Regions from separate parts of the Mus musculus genome. Here region 1 is linked to region 2. The links are chromatin contacts, called in public Hi-C maps. All regions are on one chromosome and are shown on one strand. The core of a region is the stretch at or near the end of the contact, and the rest is flanking DNA. Distances in the headings are between cores, read along the strand shown. Region 1 overlaps Zbtb20 (zinc finger and BTB domain containing 20). Region 2 overlaps Zbtb20 (zinc finger and BTB domain containing 20).

Region 1 (2,888 bases), core at 200-2,699, 100 kb before region 2:
GCTGCAGAAAATCCCACTGAGTTAAGTAGGGTTCTACCAAGGCCACTTAAACATATTAGCCTATTATGCTCCACATTTCTTTATTGTTCTCGAAAAGCTAATGAAATGTTCCACTGCAGTGTTTATGCTGGAGTACTTTTAAAGGCATTTTCGTAGTGATGTTTCTCTCAGAACTCCAGAAGGGGTTTCCACTTCCTAAAAATATTTAGTAGACCATGCAGAGTCCATGCCGCCTCATTACTGTGACTGTTTAGACTTGCAGCTAATGATGAAATAGACTTAACAGTAGTCACTTACGGTTTCAATGTGGTCTTTAACATCACTGTGAACTGACAAGAATTAGAAAGCCAGCCAGGCAGACATGCTGCACTGTGCTAGCATGTGACCAGGCTTAATGTAGTGTGTATAGTCTAGACATAGAAACACAATGTTGGTTAGTTTTTTGGGTCAGAGTACCTGTAAAACTGAATAGTTGTTTCTCCAGAGTCAACTATATTTAGGAAAATAACAATATACCTATTGCTGAAATTCAAGTTATAAAATCACACATTTCCAATACCTTTTTCTTGTATAGTGTCAGTTTGTTCATCTAAAAGTCAAAGAGGGTGGCCTCCTTGATAGCCATTATCAGTTCTAGCACTAGAAGTGATATTATATGTATAATATCACTCACTTTATATTCTTAAACAAACAAAACAAATCCCACTACATTGGAGGAATTGTTTAGCAGGCAAAGAAATGAAAATGAAGTTCACTAAATTAGCTATATTTTATTACAATTGAAATTAAGACATTGTGCCTTGATTTACCACATATAGTTATCTCATCTCCCAAACATTAGCAATGGTGAAAGGCATAGCTATTAAGACTATTATAACTAAGTCTTAATTATTAAAGCCAAGATGTAAACTGTGGTAATGAACTGAGAATTGACTGGAGCACAGACTCCTGCTAAACTACTATGGGATACATTTTGCCAAAATGCCAATTCTTGTACAGTAATTTTAAAGCACAAATACACAAAGAGAATGGTTATTTCCTAAAACTAAAGTAAAATAAGTATGCTAAACAGTTTGGTTATTTTCAAGAAATCAGATCATATACCTAAAAGTCTTTTTAAAAGAGTTATTGATCTGATTTCTGTTGGATAATTCCAAGAATACCTTGTTTTCTTCCCAAATTAGATAAGAACATTCAACACAGACACTGAATTTAATGAATGCCAACAGCTTTCCCCATTACTTTTAAAATTTGATTATATAATACTTCTGTGAACACTAACAGATAAAACTATCAGAACACATGAATCAGAAGCAGAGTCTCACAGGAACAGTTTCTAGTAATTCTAGAATATTAATCTGACTGAAGGGTCAGTCACAAGTAAACAGTGTGGCACAGTGTTTCTAGAATAAAGAGATCTCATTACATAACCATGGATTTATCTCCTGTCTGGAAGCAACCCAGAAAGTAACTTATTCCCTTATACAAGAGTGGAGACAGAGTAAGAGAGGGACTAGTAAGACACACACTTTCACTCTAAGCATGAAGAATTGTCCAAAATCAGTGAGAATGAGCGTATGTGATCACATTACAGCCTCTTTAATAATGGGGCTATTGTAGCATATGGACACTAAAATGAGCACAAGGAGTCTCTGTTGTGCCCAATACTGCCATTATCCACTTGAACCATCTTGCCAAGTTGCTTAACATTTAGGTACACCAGGGCTTTGCTTCTGTTTGTCTGAAGTGGAAAGATCTAGATCTCTAAGTTCCCTTCCAACGGTGGCACTTTATGTCAACTTGTTTATAAATTCAAGTAATAATTAACCTTGTATCAATTGTTATATAACAGTTACTAATCTAAGTGAATGACATATTCACAGCTCAAACTAACACAGTTAAGACAGTCTCTTTATATTCATCTTTCTAAAATACAAGAGTACATATATAATTATATTTACTCATTCTTTACATTTTAGAAGTATTTATTTTTCAATGCTCATCAATTATTTATAAAATTCAATTTAATCATTAAATAAATGTATATGGTATACTCTGGTCAAATCTAGAGTTTTGTTATCTACTCCTCACATGGTCGTCATCCCCCCAAATCACCTTAATAACCTTGGCCATATTCCTCATATTGGAAATACAAAAATGCTCCTGGCTGTATTATAGCAGATCTCAGAGTACAAATGATTTACAGACTTCTATTGCTTATGTTCCCTTAACTAGTTCTGAAAACCATTTTAACAGACAATAAAGTTAGTTGGCCATTGACTGGTCTTTTATGAGTGAAAACAAAGCCATGAGAACGATGGACCCCAGGTCCTAGCCCTTTCACTCGGAGACACTTTCCAAGCTTGCCGCCTTCGCTGGGATCTGCTGATCACTAAGGCCAGACAGTAGGAAGCCAGGGTGCACACACTGGAAAATTAAAGGTCATTAGAAAGGGATGGTGAAGGTCAAGAGGAAGTCCCTAGGCCTATCACAAAAGTCTCACTAGAGGGTGCTCTTGGGCTTTTATGAGTTCTCCAGTCTTCAAAAATAAAATCAAGTATTGCTTGGAGAACATAGTCTGCTTCAGCATAAATTGGACTCCATTATGGAATCCAGATCTTCTACTTCAATACAGATATAAAGATGTAAAAAAAACCCAAACCTTTCACTTGTAGTCATCTTGTTCTATGGGTTGTATACATAAGATTTCAGAAGATCTTTGGGGTCTCCAGGTCGACATTCCAGTAACACTGAACATATACTCAAAATCCCTTTTTACTTTCTTTTTCTTTTTTTTCATTTACTTATTTATTCATTTTACATACCGATGACATTTTTAACAGCTGTTTTTTTTAAAAATGATATTAGTAGTCTGTGTGTGCGGATGC
Region 2 (2,782 bases), core at 99-2,598:
TAGAGCTGGTGAAAAGGCTCAAGACATTTGTTGCCACTTCTAAAGACCATAATTTGATCCTTGGAATCCATATGGTAGAAGGACTGACTCCTTAGTTCGTCCTCTGACTTACACCTGTGCCTTGATTCAGGTTCTAACCTACAAACATGTACACAATATACAGATTAAACAATAAATAAATAAACATAGAAGATAATTGTATGGTACTGAAAAATTATAAGAAATTTGAATGTCTTATGAGAGAAAATAAGTAATGTATATCAAGCCATATAAACTAGTATTTTCTGCAACTCCTGATATACCTTAAACATTTAAAATTTTATGGAATCTTTAAATGTATAGGATAATTGTACATTATGCAAGTGTGTATAATTTAAAGTGCATAGGGTAGTGACAATGAAGATATAAAAATAGAATATATACACATAAAAACTAAGACGTTGGACCTTGAATCTAACATCTAAAATCTGTTGAATAAGAGTATTTATTAACTATTTAAAAACTATTATTAACTATTTTACTCTACTTAGGTTCATAAATAGCTAACTGTTGATTATAAACTTTATTTTTATAGTAATAAAATATCAATTGTTAAGGTAGAGGTAAAAGAAACTTTACAAAGTGCCATATGGAAGTAGTAAATCTATCTCTTCTTTGAGAAATAGATTAATTCAATCACACATCAACTCCACTAGGTGTGCCTACAGAGAACACACTCTGTCTCCTCATCAGGGTACACACAGGGTCGTTGTCATCCCATTACTCTAGGATCTACACAGTAATTCAATAACACATTTTTAATCATTTTAGTAAAACTTATTTAAATTATGCAGAGTGAAATGACAGCAAGAACAACTCAGGACTGAAAATCTGTTGTATCTAGTACAGACTAATTTATTCACTAAACCAGCAAGATTCACTGAGCATCTACTGTGTGCAAGCGGATGCATTTATCACCACCATGTGTTAAAAAAATAGAGCACGACACATAAAATTTATGTCATGTTTATTCTTTCATACTGTGAAGTGAAAACTTACATATATGTAGCACTGACTGACAGCTCAGACTCATTAGCATGCATCACTTACAAATTACACTCACGAATTATTTTAAATATTTACATTTTTTATTTATGTGATTTGCTTCATGTTAACAGTGATCTGGCATAAAAGGAGATCAAGGAAACACTGACCAATGTAGGGTGGGGGGTATGTAAGACTGCCTTAGATTATGCAGAGCTACCTGAAACACATGGACAATTATTAACAGACTAGAGTTATTTATCAGCCACTTAAGTAAATAGTTAGTTACTTGTTAATCCTTCCAGAAGACACTGTTATTACATCACCAGGGAAAGAAAATGAGACAGGGCAGACCATTTCTGCTAGGCAGATAAAATGGTACCGCTCACAGAGTCTCTAACTAGTCAGTTTCAATCTGGGCTAGAGTCATAAATTTTATTCCCTCTAAAGTCAGTCCTACGCAATAGTTACAAGGTTGATGTCAACTGGGTCCATTCTTGTGATGTGGTGACAAATAAACAACCAGCAATTCCTGTGATCCCTGGCCCTAGCCCAGGTGTACAGTGTTCTGGGCAGTACCAGAGTTACCAGGTAGGATGATTAAGTGCTTAGAATTTGCCACCAGACAATTAGATTTCAGGAAGTTCCATATTCCCTGTATTTAGAACAGTGATTATCTAAATATCCTACAGGATTATTTACGGTGCTTCCCTTTATGGGCCTATAACAAAACAAGCACAGTCCCCGGCATGGCATAAAGTAAGCATTTCCTTACAGGGCCCTGCTAGTGGCATCATAGTTGCACAAAAGGGAGAGGATATCGTATTGTTATAAACTAAGGAACTAAACTAAACCAAAATCCAAAAGATAAAGAAAGCCTACTGGGCACAAAACACTATAGCCAAAAACTGATACAAGAGGCAGTTGTGAGCTAGATGTTTAGGGAACAGTTTCCATGAAACAATACATGAATAATACCCCCCATACCAACACAACCCAGCATTGAAAGTACTGTCCTTATTACTGAAGAGAACAACAGTAGAGTGTACTGTAAAGATAGAGAGTATTTTACCTTTAGTATGTGTACAAGTTCGATTTCTTTATTTCTATGAAATACTGTCTAAAACAAATTTTGGTAAGGGAAAAGTTTGTTTGGATTACAGATGACAGTCCATCATCCTGGGAAGCTAAGGCAGGAACTGAAGCAGAAGCTATAGGACAGAGCACAGTGTTGTAGTGATTACTGGGTGGTTTCCTCAAGGTTACTAAGCTATCTTTCTAGGCTAGAGCCATCACTGCTCACAGTGCACCGTGCCCCGCTTTATATCAACTAGTATTTGAAATACTTCACAAATACAGACACATGCCCCAACTGAGGTGTGCTGCTCCCAGATCTGTGAAGTTAACAACTAAGATTAGCCATTATACTTAGTATAAAATTTTTCTGACTATGTCTTTCTGTTGACTTCTAGTTAGCACAATTCTCCTATGAAAATTTAATGGGCCCAGATACATGTTGTAGAATAGAGAAATGTTTTTGCTCTTTACTTGTAGAGTCGAATTAGAGATGCCTCTTGAACTATTAGTAAAGAAAGTTGCTAACTCACTCAGGGCATTAAAATGGTCTCATCTGGGGCCCAGGAAAAGTGGCCTGACCAGGAGATTTAATTCAGACTATAAACTACTTCCATGACTAAGTATTCTAAGGGATATTTTACATGAAACCTTCACCCCTATGTTCTAGTGGCTTTGGTGTGGG

Evidence for each region. Hi-C and Micro-C count contacts between places; a contact is called where the count stands out from the background.
Region 1: a Hi-C map of liver shows a contact between it and region 2, with 3 times the contacts expected there. The contact joins two enhancer-like sites. A contact is called at or near these places in 5 of 39 promoter capture datasets (the HPC-7 cell line, embryonic stem cells, hippocampal neurons and 1 more), 8 of 484 Hi-C or Micro-C datasets (liver, nephron progenitors and peritoneal macrophages) and 1 of 115 datasets of contacts at active chromatin or transcription factors (intestinal villus epithelium).

The regions. Positions count from the first base shown.
Region 1 is chr16:43,168,277-43,171,164 of GRCm38.p6, reverse strand. The region is part of intron 2 of Zbtb20 (zinc finger and BTB domain containing 20); the gene reads right to left. Among named protein-coding and RNA genes, the nearest start is that of Gm25873, 43 kb to the right of the region's middle. Within about 2 kb of position 1,449, at least 16 of the 459 cell types and tissues checked have an H3K27ac peak or open chromatin away from gene starts, as enhancers often do. A contact at or near this core is called in liver, where this site is marked.
Region 2 is chr16:43,068,632-43,071,413 of GRCm38.p6, reverse strand. The region is part of intron 2 of Zbtb20 (zinc finger and BTB domain containing 20); the gene reads right to left. Among named protein-coding and RNA genes, the nearest start is that of Gm25873, 56 kb to the left of the region's middle. Within about 2 kb of position 1,348, at least 18 of the 459 cell types and tissues checked have an H3K27ac peak or open chromatin away from gene starts, as enhancers often do. A contact at or near this core is called in liver, where this site is marked.